Linked DNA regions of Hordeum vulgare: region 1 is linked to region 2. Evidence: chromatin contacts called from public Hi-C data. All regions are on one chromosome and are shown on one strand. Each heading gives the region's core, a stretch centred on a gene start, on an enhancer-like site or on the middle of the called end of the contact. The rest is flanking DNA. Distances are from core to core; before and after follow the strand shown. Region 1 holds the start of LOC123444339. Region 2 holds the start of LOC123440202 (FBD-associated F-box protein At4g10400-like).

What was found. Hi-C and Micro-C count contacts between places; a contact is called where the count stands out from the background.
Region 1: a Hi-C map of seedling shows a contact between it and region 2, with 3 times the contacts expected there. The contact joins the promoter of LOC123444339 here to the promoter of LOC123440202 in region 2. A contact is called at or near these places in 4 of 6 Hi-C or Micro-C datasets (leaf and seedling) and 1 of 1 datasets of contacts at active chromatin or transcription factors (embryo).

Annotation. Positions count from the first base shown.
Region 1 is chr3H:472,499,071-472,505,310 of MorexV3_pseudomolecules_assembly, reverse strand. LOC123444339 reads left to right here and starts at 2,136. Exons shown (of 1, transcript XM_045121026.1): 1 at 2,136-2,750. The coding sequence starts at 2,284. The coding sequence ends at 2,640. LOC123444338 reads right to left here and starts at 5,595. Exons shown (of 9, transcript XM_045121025.1): 1 at 5,014-5,595; 2 at 4,778-4,906; 3 at 4,555-4,681; 4 at 4,333-4,453; 5 at 4,079-4,160; 6 at 3,915-3,965; 7 at 3,644-3,682; 8 at 3,408-3,501; 9 at 2,896-3,306. The coding sequence starts at 5,451. The coding sequence ends at 3,179.
Region 2 is chr3H:472,268,616-472,274,768 of MorexV3_pseudomolecules_assembly, reverse strand. LOC123440202 (FBD-associated F-box protein At4g10400-like) reads left to right here and starts at 1,319. Exons shown (of 3, transcript XM_045116771.1): 1 at 1,319-2,508; 2 at 2,614-2,757; 3 at 2,845-3,500. The coding sequence starts at 1,402. The coding sequence ends at 3,255.

The sequences.
Region 1 (6,240 bases), core at 887-3,386, 230 kb before region 2:
GTCATTTCCGTAGGGAGACGGAAAGGAGTCCATGATAGTGTATTGTTGTGGTGGTAGTGGACTCGTGTACGACTTATCAAAGTTGTTTAAAACTATTTAAAATTTGTAGTTTAGTCTAGCCAAGAGTCAAAGCTGGCTTGCTGCATGAAACCCCACAACCCCCTTTGTTGATACATGTGCATGAGTAGATAGGTCTGTTCTAAAGTCTTGATGAGTACCTTTGTACTAATGTTTGTTTAATAAATGTTGCAGAAGATACCCACGAGCCAACAGGTGGGTTCTATCTAGACCTCGATGATGACGAGTAGCTGGTGTCCCAGCTACGACCTGACCCCTTTCAGAAGGGATATTTAGATAGTCAGGTTTTATGCCTTTTCCTTTCAACTGTCTGTACTGAGACAACTTTAATGCTTCCACTTGGTTTGTATGACTTTGCTTGTATGACTTGAGTGTCGGGTCGTGTGACCCCTACGTGTATGAACTTATTATGTAAGACTCTTCCGAGTCTTCTAAATAAATGGTGTGATGTTGTGTGCTTATGTTGTGATGTCATTGTTGTATCTATGTATATCAAGTATGTCATGCGTACGTGTGATGCACTGTGATATGTATGGGATTCGACACCTAGTCGTATGCCCTTAGTAGCTCTCTATACAGAGAAATTCCCCTTAGTGTTTCCATCGAGCCTTGGTAGTTCGCTACTGCTCCAGACACATTGGTTGACCGGCATGTATCCTTCTTAGCTGATGTGTCTGTCCCTACGGGGAAAAGTCACGCGGTGTAATGGAGTCCTTGTAGCTTGCTACGACTCGTCTACGCTCGCTGATGACCGACACCTGCTTTGTTGGGTTATGTATGCATGTCTCTTTACAGTTGAGCCACTTGAGTTTATGACTAGTTATGTCGACCCGGGTTCTTTGACATTGGAATGCTAGCGACACAATTGCATACGTAAGTCAAAAGGCGCAAACGGTCCCGGCTAAGGTAAGGTGGCAGCCGTGGGGTTAACCGTGCGTGAGACCGCAAAGGGATGCGATGTGTTACAGTCTGGATTCCTATGGCTTAGGATCGGGGTCCCGACATCTACTTCATTGGTTTGAGACCAATTGTTGGAGTCAACACCCATAGTCGACATATATGCGTCATCATGAAAACTACAAAGTAATATGACATAGGAAAACTAAATCAATCTACATATGTGCACATCTGTCAACAACAACAAATCAAAAACAAAAATTATACCTTGTGAGCATTTCATCGAGCACTATGTGTGCATGGGCCGTCGGCGCAACAATTTGTGAGGTTTCCGGCGCTTCGGGCGATGGAGGCGTGGCCAGCCTCACTCCCGCCTTCTTCTTCTTCACCGCTTTCCTCTTCTTTTGGGACATCATCGCCATTGCGGTCGCGGTGGCCGCTGTGGTTCGTTTGGAGGCGAAGCTCCGTGGCGCAGCCGCCGGCGACGCGACGCCACCCTGCGCCCTCGTGTGGGGCGGCACGATGAGCCCGCACGCGAGGCCGGATTTCGGAGTCGCAACGACGTCGGCGGTGGCGAGGGAGGTGAAGCCCGTGCTAGGGTTTGCGGCGGTGGCGACGACGAGGTCGCGCGTGTAGGGGGTTAGGGGAATGTCGGAGCACCCGTCCATGGCTGGAAGTCGCCGACGACGATGCGGGGCGAGGCAAAAGCAGGCGCGAGCGGAGAGTTCAGCGGCGGTTGCTCGCTTCGCGCGCGATTTCTTTCTGTCGCGCGTGCGATAGCACACGTCCGAAAAAACAAAGCACGATGACGTTCTATTCGGCGTGGGTTGGTTTTTAACGGGCACGCGATTTTTACGCGTGTGCTGGAGTTGCCGATTCGGTCGCTCGCGCGATAAAATTCCATTTTTCGCTTTTGGAGATGTTCTAAAGTGCACTTTTCTCCTATACTAAAATAATAGGTCTAGTGTTCCTAAAAAAAGGTGTAGTCATTCGCCAAAAAGACAAAAGGCATGTGTGGTCGGCAGCTGGGAAGGGGTCCAGTGTCCATTGGCTCGTCCAAGCCCATCCATCATTTCCAGCGGAAAGCAAGCTGACCTGTGCAAAACGTAGACTTTTCGGTCATTCAGTGACGAGAAGCACCGAGCCGTTACACCCGGCCGGACGAACTAAAAGCTCTCCCCCACCCCAGCCCCACTCCAAACTTCAGACATGGCCGAACACCAAGCCCCAAAATCCCGTCGCCTCCAAATTCCACTCCACCCCGGCCGCCTGTAGCAATAGCAAACAAGAAGCTACTCCGTAGAAGAAATGGAGGGCGACGAGATCTTTGCAAGCCTAGACTCGCTCTGGTTCCACTCCAGCGTCCTCCACCGGCGGCCGCGCTTCAAGCAGTGCTCGGAGGAGCTGAAGCCGCCCAGGAGGCAAGACCAACACCCCAATTGCGTCGACGGCGAGGTGACGCTGGGAGCGAGAAGAGCAGATCCGAGAAGCAGGGCGCTCGAGGAGCGCATCGAGGCATGGCAGGAGGAGCAGTGGCGGGAGACGCTCGTCATCGCGGCGCCGACACGGTGCTCGCCGGTACCCCCTCCCGCCCCCGGCGAGGGTGTCGCCATGAAGGCCCATCTCAGGTCGTGGGCCCATGCCGTTGCTTGCTCCGTCAGATAAAAGGCGCTCGACCAGTTCAGAGTCTTGGAATTTGGTACGATGTTCCCACTGTTTTGCCTCCACATATACCTGAATAAATACACCTCGCCTAGCTTCTAAGTTTCACATTATATCTAATCTCCTGCACATCTCGATCTGCCAATGGCTGCATGCATTACTCGATGCAGAGGCCGGGGCGATGCCTCCTTTTCGAAAAAAAATCTCGATCTGCCAACTGTGAATCTGTGCAGAAAATGGAAAATGCACAATTCCACATCGAAATTTGAAGAAGTTTCTTTACTTTTACACGTTGTGGGAGTAGCCAGGGGCTGCTGTCTTTTGTACACTTGTTTTACACCTGGGATCTGCATCCTATGGGTGATTTACAGATCATCATCAACCAACTCTAGAACATGATTTAGAGATACTGCTAACACGTCGAATCGAGGGCGGGAGAGCAAATGCTATGCAGCTCTCCTCAAATAATTAGACTATATATACATGGAGGGTTAACTAAAGCTTCATAGAACCACGCATTTGATGTGTAACGACCGTGTTCTCACTCCTGGTTGGACGCTGCCTCCGGAAGTTTGAATGTAGGAGGCCTGTCTGCACCTTTCCTCGAGTATTCTCGCCACCTCCTTGCGGCCGCAGCCGCTCGCTTCACTCTTTCCTTTGTGTCCTCATCTGTTTAACATGTAAACAGGATTATTAGAACACAGATAGGCAAAGGATGGGAGCCCAAATGATCTGAGCAACTGGCAAATGGCAAAATATGCTAGCTTTACCGTTCTTTTGGTATCTTGTCGGTGACCCCCATATATCACTCCATGAACTTCCCTTGTTAGAATCATCTTGGCTCATCCGCATTCTGACCTTATTCTGCAGGACATTGCGCAGATGTTCAGGACAACACACATGCAGTTCATGTGTGAAGAAAATAAAAAGCTTATGATTCTAACATTCCCAAACTGGATTTCGTATGTAGATATAAAGAAATAATGTATAGAACAGAGAATTATACCAAGACTTTTGCTTGTCTTTTCTCCCAGCGCGTACTTGCCTGACAGCAGGAAAGATAACAGAACATGTTAAGAGCTACATAAACTTCATCACGAAAAAAAAGATCTACATAGACTGTGGTTTAAACTGCATAGAGTACTGTAATAAACTTTAGAAGGTGGACGTATTTAGAAATATGTACATTAATTTTTATGATGAATTGCATACAGCCCATCCATCATCACACGAGAAAGTAAGCAGAGATAAATGTAATACATGAGTAAAGATATTACCATCCGGAACACATCAAATGAACTCCCCATCCCAGAAAGCATCAATGCAACCTGCTCAAATGAGAAACAAATCATATGATATTACAAGGTAGGGTAATCTACTACGGAGTATGTTAGAAAACAGCAGAGTGATATCATATTAACCAACTGCAGAAATTCCTTACATTCACTCTCTCAACTCTGCGCATTTCATCCTCGAGGAGTGTAACTTGTGCAGCTGAAGTCCAGTGGATGCAGTCAACCGGACTGGATACACAAAGTTTAGAGGTTTATGAGCATTAGTATTGGCAGCCACAAACTCCTAAATGAAAATAAAAAAACACTCATACTGTTTGGCACAAATGGCAGCATACACATTCAGTAGGTTTGTTACGGCAGTGGACAGATACAAATCAAATAATCCAGACAAGGGCCTCACCAACTGTCAATGGCTTCTTGAATTAGCTCTTCATTTCCTGATTGATTGTAAACTCTTGCACGCCCATAGTCCTCCTCAATTTCGAAAACCTTGGAACACACGTTAGCACAGTTTTTACATCCTGCATAGATGTGAGCAGACAGCAGAACTTAAATAAGAACCCAGTTTAGATAATCTAGCAGTAACTCCTGATCAGGTTATAGCCATCAGTAGTAGTAGTACCTATGCAGCTAAATTCATCGACAAACACATGATCCCTGGGTGCATCATCCAAGAAGGGGTTGGTTGCTGTTGCAGTATATCCATTGATCTCATCATACACCGCTCGCTGGATGGGGTCCGTAAGTACCTGTTCATCCCTTGCTCATGTTAACTTCATAGATTAGATTGCAACGCAAATCTCCCTGAAAAAAGAGCATCCGATTTTCATTTCTCAGGATTTTACCGTGTAAACCTCGTTGATGAACATGCAGAAGTTAGTCACATCGGGGTCGTTCCCGCTGAGATCTGGATGGCAAGCTTTCATGCAATTGTAGTACGCTTTCTTGATCTGCTGAGGCGTTGCATCCGGCATCTGAAAACATGGAAGAATCATTAGCAGCTCGGTAGAAGGGGAAAGAAAGAGTACTGTTTTTCCACAAGGGTGCGAACGAGTGCTTCAGAAGAAGCTGAAGCACTTACGACGCCAAGAACGGCGTAGTAATCTTCGGCGGCGCCCCCCTCCGGGCTGCGGGGCTCCGTGGCCACCGCGGACACCCTGAAGCCCCTCCTCCCCCACGTCCTCCGTCTCCGGTGGCGGTCTCTCCTCCCGGCGCCGGCAGGCCCCGCGACTGCCCATCGCCGGACACTGCCGGAGCAGCGGACGGCCGTGGAAGAGGAATGGGACTTGGCCACCAAGTCGGCGAGCAGCGGCGGTGAGAGGAGAGGAGCCATCGGGTGGAGAATGCTCGATCGCGCTTCGGTGCGAGGGAGGGAGAGAGGAGAAGGTCGGCCGGATCCGGTGGCGGTGGGGATTTGCTTGCTCTGTTTTTCTGCGTTTTCCTGGCAGGCTGCGTTATTACGGTTTTCCTCCGCCACACTTCTCCCGCGATTTTTCGCCACTCTTCTTATTTGCAGCATCGACCTTGCTGATATTCGTATTTGCGTGGATACTCTCGACTTCTACGTTTCGTGAACTTAATAGACTTACTTCCGTGGCAGGTCGTGATGATCTTGTGTAATTACGTCCTCTAATTATGTATTTCCTCCGTCCGAAATTAGTTGATGTTCAAACGAATGATTCTACCTATAGAGGATAACTTTGTAAATAGAATGATACATTCACGGTGTCTTCCCTAGTATCAGATGTGAAGTACGAAGTACTTCTTTATATAAACTAAAATATAAAAACATTTAAATTATTATTTTAATAATTTAAATGTTTTTATATTAGTTTATGAAGGGACTACAAAACATCTCATTTTAAGAGTAGTGCGATTTCATCTCCTTGCTAAATTTGAGAAGATTGGATAATGTAGGGGCTATACATTCATGCTTCAGATTTCAACAAAGAAAGTTGTGTGTCCTAGGCTCCTGGTTGAGAACCTAGAACAAACTGGTGGTGGTGGTAGTCGTGATAGGGATGGGATTTGTCAAAATAAAAAATTGATGTGGAGTTTGAGAACAATGATTATGTCTGGCTAGGCTGACTTGGCATCTTCACTGCCTCCACTTTTGAGAACAGTGTAAGGAATGGGACCCATAGCCGCATCGTGAGGAATCGTTCACAAATATATTCAAAAATAGCGGACTTCTTTTCAAAAGAAAATAAAAATCCCCAATCTCTGAGCGATACAAGCAGCCAGAAAAGAATGAAATCAAACTAAACAAAAGTCTTGGAATCACCCATTTCATTTGTCATCGTGCCTT
Region 2 (6,153 bases), core at 70-2,569:
GGCTCGGTGGCGAGGGGAGGGGTGATCCCGGCATGGAGGTACGGCGGCTCGGGTGCGGGAGAGTGACTATAAGGTATTTAAGGGAATGCCTCACCCGGGTTATTCCCGTGAACACGATGGATTGCAAAAACGCCTCCAGACATATAATCAAGGACCTACTTGCAAAAGTATAGACTAGTCAGCAAGCCAGCTCAGCACCTAAAACCAATATGTGACCAATTTGCTCATAAAACAGAGTTGTGTGACCATTTTACTCCATCAGATCCATATTACATGTCGCTTAAACGGGTGTATCTAACATTGAAATACAGTTTTGCTAATACACATCTAGATGTGTCATAAGTATCGCACATCTAAGCCCTATGTCATTGATGTTACGCGGAGATTTGTGTGGGTATTTTTCTTTTCTTTTCTATGTCATTGAAATGTGCATCGGAGGGAGTACAACATTTCCAAATATGTGCGACTAAAATATTCACCTCGTGAGAGTTATGTGACCAACAGTGCGTTTATGTCTTCTACTCCCTCGTTCCTAAATATAAGACATTTTAAAGATTCCACTAAAAGACTACATACGGAGCAAAATGAGTGAATATACACTTTAAAATATGTCTATGTACATCCATATCTAATTCATAGTGCAATCTTTAAAATGTCTTATATTTAGGAACGGAGGGAGTAGATTTTGGTAAGATTTGTTCTATGTATGCGTAGGGAAAGCATGTAATTTTTTGATTTAGTTGAAGTTTGGTAAGATTTGATTTGGATATAGGTAGGGAAAGGAAAGGAACGTTTTTTCGGGTTTTGATAAGATTTTATTTTATTTTGTTGAGTTAATGCAAGAATTGATTATGGTAAGAATTGATTAAATCAATGAATGACAAGCTATGACAAAAAAAATATTTATTTGATTGAGGATTATCTTAAGCCAAGGAGGGGGTGCGGAGAGACTGAAAAGGACAAAGTAGGGGGAGGAGGTTTGAGATATGTTCGAAGATAGTAAACGCATTTTTTTTTTCTTTGCTATAAGTCAAACAGATATTTGACAATAAGTATTTTGCAATTTTTTTACTAAAATACAATAATATGCAGTAGTTCGGTGACGAACCAAGAAGTCAGCAATGTCGGAAGGTAGTTGGGCTGCAACAGAGGCTGCCCTCAACTTCATGGACGGCGTGGGTAGGTGGAGGTCCGCTGTGAGACTGCAAGATCCAACCGTTGGTTTCAGATGGACGGCGTGGATTGGACCTGACAGCAGGATCCTGCCAGACAGAAACCGTTACCAATACCAACGCAGTGAGGATCCGGATCCAGCGAACGGACAACAAATTGGCAATTGCTTCCGGACGGAGGACCCAGCACTTCTTCCAGAACTCTCCATCCGATCGAGCAGGAGTAGGCATGTGCTGCGTCCACTCCCCCGCTACCGCCTCCACGACCTCGTCGCAACGAGGTCAGATCGTGTCGTCGGATCGCCCGCCCCCCTACCCCGCCGACTCCCCGCTGCGCTCCGACGAGGGGTTGGACGCCAGGGCGGCCAGGGCGGCGAGGCGCGGGCGCAGGCGGCGCGCCGGAGATGGCGAGCCCCCGCCGCTCTCCCCGACCCCGAGCGTGGACACCGACGGGAAATTCGATCGCGCCGCGGCCAAACGCTCCCGCGCGGGGTCCGGCGACGGCGTCGCGGCGGCCCAGGACTGCGGGGATCGCATCGGCGAACTCCCGGACGCGATCCTGCTGTGCATCCTCTCGTATCTCCCGCTCCGCGACGCCGCCCGTTCGATGACGCTCTCCTCGCGGTGGCCCCGCCTGTTCGACCAGTATCTCCTGGACTTCGACGCGTGCCAGCCGTTCCCGCCGGAGGCGGGCCGCGGGTGCGACTGGTTCATCCGCGCCGTCGACTCCATCCTCGCCTCGCGCCGCCACATCCGCATCCGCAGCTTCCGCTTCGTGATGTATGGGCAGGGATTCGTGAGTCGCATGGCCGTCGTCAGCGGCTGGTTCCCCGTCCTCGCGGCCTGCGGTGTCCGAGAAATCGACGTCGACATGTTGTACACAGCCCCGAAGCCGACCCTGCCAGCGTCGCTCCTCCAGCTCGCCTCCCTGGAAACCCTAAGGGTATGCTTCTGCGACCTTCCTGGGGACGCGGAGGTGGGCGCGCTGCGCCTACCCGCCCTCCAGACGCTCCGTCTGTCCAATGTCCGGACCTCCCAGGACGCCCTGCAGGCGATGCTTGCTCATTGCCCATCCCTGGAGTGCGCGAAGCTCAAGAACATCACCGGGGTCAAGCAAATCCGTCTCCGGTCCAAGAGCCTGGTATGTCTGCACGGCGACTTCGCTAACATGAGTGAGCTCGTTGTCGAGGACGCCCCGAGCCTTGAAGAACTGGTGGGCATCCATCTGCCGAGCAGCAGAGCGACGGTGAAAATTGTTTCCGCCCCCAAGCTGCAGGTGCTGGGATACTTGGGGAAGAACGTCCGGCCTCTCGTCCTGCGTGATACCGTTTTCGATGTAAATGCTTTGCCTTTTTCTTCTGTTTTTTGCCGCTAACACACGGACGCTATTGCTCTGAAACTACGTTTCATTCCTATGTTATGATGTGCATCCATATTGCAGGGAGGCATCTTGAAGTCCACTACTACCCTGATGTGCAGCGTGAAGACGTTGGCCATCCAAGTGCCATTCTCAGAGAAGGGGCATACCATCTTCGTTGCTCAGTTGCTCAAATGCTTCCCATGTCTTGAGACGCTCCATCTCGAGGTAACCATTGTAGCGCAACTCTCCATAACCACCAACCTACGCTAGCTCTACCATGCATCATCTGTTAATCACGTTCGGCGTTTGCAGGCAGACAGTCGATCAATTTCGCATCAGGTTACTCCTGAATCATGGGAGACGACATCTTCTATCCAGTGCATCGAACATTCCCTCAGCAAATTGGTGTTTGAGAATTTCGGAGGGCAAATGTGCCAGTGGAGCTTGCTGACCTTTATGCTTGAGATGGCTAAAACTCTCAAGGTCATCGAGTTCTACTGTTTGAAAGGCGAAGATTGTGCCAGTAGGCTAATACAGCTTCTATGCACCATAAATAGAGTCTGCCTGGACATCAAGTTCCTGTTCTTCACAAGTTGTGCGCCAGTCAATAGCCTGTACTTGTGCCATTGCTGTCCCAGGCGGTGCCAGAATGAAAACAGAGTTTCGCTGTTACCGCGTCTTACGAAACCCGCTGATGCACACTCTGAAGCACCAGAAACATAGATGGTTACTGCAATCTGAAAAAATATCTGATGTCACCGGATGCGCGTAAGTTGTGATCTTGTGTCTGAATCCGAGAGTTGTTCATTTAGTTTACTGGAACAGAAGAAGAATCAGCAGGTTGATTAGCTGTACTGTGGCAGGCTTGGTGACTGGAATTCTTTTTTCCTAGAACACAATTAGCTGGACTTCTTGTTGGCTGTGTATCGCTGGTACTGTTTATAATATAATCAGAACTTAATGGTTTAGCATGTCAGCAATTTTGATATCTTTGCACTGTAGTTTAAATTCATTTCCGATATTTGAATTATAGAATCTGAGATGCTTGAAATTAGAATTGTGTGGAAAGTACAACCGTGGGAAGAAAAAGAACACTGTGATCTTTGCTCCTCAACTTGTCGTGTTGGTCACATTTGGTACCGGACTTTTGATTTATTGAACAAAAGACGCATCAACTGTCAAAGTGGAGAATGTGGCGTGGTTTTCATCCCGGTTTGATAACTCTCTTTCTCAACTATTTTCTGTACAAAATTCAATCATAATTAGTAGATTCTCTATGAACTATAAGTATTTCCTTTGAATCAAAAGACATCTTCATGTTTTTCTTCGGTTCTGCTTTTTTAAATCTTTGTATTCAAAGAGACCCTCTAATGTAAAACAAATCGCCGTGTGGCATTCATAGTCGTTTCAACAAAGCCACGATCACAAGATTTTTATTGTTGTTCAAAACTATACTAGTACTCCCTTATCATACAGTGCCTATAATTTTTAAATTCAAACTCTACAAACTTTGATCAAGTTTACGAGAAAATCATTGATATCTATAATGTCAACTCTATACATTATGAGTACGTTTTATGGCTACCCCCGGGGGTCCCGACCCCGGTTATCCTATCCGTCTTGGGCCGCTAAGATTCATGTGGTAGTGTCTCGAACCGTAGATCATTTGCAACATATGTAATCCTTATCTGGGTCACTGTTCTGGACAGGTTTGTCAGGTCATGTGATGTACTCTCCTCATCGGTCAACTCAAAGAACTGGATGTTTCTCCACTAAACTTTGCACGCTCTTCCTCAACTTGCATGTATCTTTGGGGAAATACCTCTTAAAAAACTCCCAAAAAAGCTTTGCATGGGATAGTTCTCTTTCTCTCTCTTGACTTTTGCAAGCGACTCCTGGGCATTTTTGCATGCTCCATACTATCCTCTCGTCGATGTTCCCTATTTGATGTTTGAACCTGGTGAAAGGACGTGGATGTTGCCTAGAGGGGGTGAATAGGCGTTTTAAAATAATTACGGTCTAGGCTTGAACAAATGAGGAATAAAACTAACGTTTAATTAAACAAACACAAAACCTAAAGCAACTAGGCTCACGTATGTGCATCAACAACTTATGCTAAGCAAGATAAACAACTAAGTGATAACAAGATATATAACAAGAAACAATATGGCTATCACAAAGTAAAGTACATAAGTAATGGGCTCAGGTAAGAGATAGCCGAGGCACGCGGAGACGACGATGTATCCCGAAGTTCACACCCTTGCGGATGCTAATCTCCGTTTGGAGCCGTGTGGAGCCAAAATGCTCCCCAAGAAGCCACTAGGGCCACTGTAATCTCCTCACGCCTCGCACAATGCATGATGTCGTGATTCCACTAAGGGACCCTTGAGGATGGTCACCGAACTCGTACGAACAAGGTTGGGCCAATCTCCACCACTTAATTGGATGCTCCCAACAACACCACAAAGCTTCGCCACAATGGATTGTGGCTCCAAGATGACCTCAAATGCTCGGGGCAATCTCCACAACCTAATTGGAGACCATAGCACTTGCCCAGAGCTTTACACTACAATAATTGAGCTCCGAGGCACCACCAAGCTTATAGGACGGCAAAGCACCCAAGAAGAACAAGCTCTAGGGTACCAAGCACCCAAGAGTAATAAGCGTCTCAAATTTTCACTTCCAGGTATCACCGTGGAGAACTCAAACCGATGCAACTAATGCAATGGTAAGAACACACGAAGTTGTCAAGTCCCTCACACTCAAATCCCTCCACAACAACAAAAGCTATGGAGGAATATGCGAGGAAGAACAAGGAGCCCACAAAGAACTCCAAGATCAAGATCCAAGGAGTTCCCCTCACATAGAGGTGAAAGTGACTGGTGGAAATGTGGATCTAGATCTCCTCTCTCTTTTCCCTCAAGAACTAGCAAGAATCATTGGAGGAACTGAGAGTTAGCAAGCTCGAAGAAGGTCAACAATGGGGGGCAAACATGGGCTCAAGAGATGGGAAAACCATTGGGGAAGAAGACCCCTTAAATAGGTCTTCCCAAATCCAACCGTTATGTGCACATGTCGTGCACAAGCGATACTACTGCTTGGTTGAGTGGTACTTCCGCTTGAGAGGTACTACCGCTCCGCTGACAGTGGTACTTATGCTAAAAATGATCAAAAGCATCGAAGGCACCAGAGAGAAAAACTAACTGGAAGAGAGGCCGGAAGAGGAGGGCGGTAGTACCACCACAGCGGTAGTGCCGCTCAGCCCCTAGCAGTACTTCCGCTCAAAATGAGCAAAGGCACCGAAGAAGCCAGAGAGCTTAGATAAGCGGCAGTAGGACCGGTACCGGAGAGCGGTACTACTGCTTCCACCGCAGCTGTACTTCCGCTTAAGAGATAAAAATTGCGTGTCACTAAAACAGACATAACTTTCGCATACGAGCTCCGAATTGAGCAAACTCAAGATTGTTGAATAGCACACGACAAGTACTACCAAACAGCGCGTGGTTATCTTAAGAACATGCATTTATGAAAATGCCAATGGTATAGAGATGTGAAACCTCTATGAATGAAGAACCAGCAAAAACTGCAACATCGAAAACATCATAGAAGATGCACATAAAC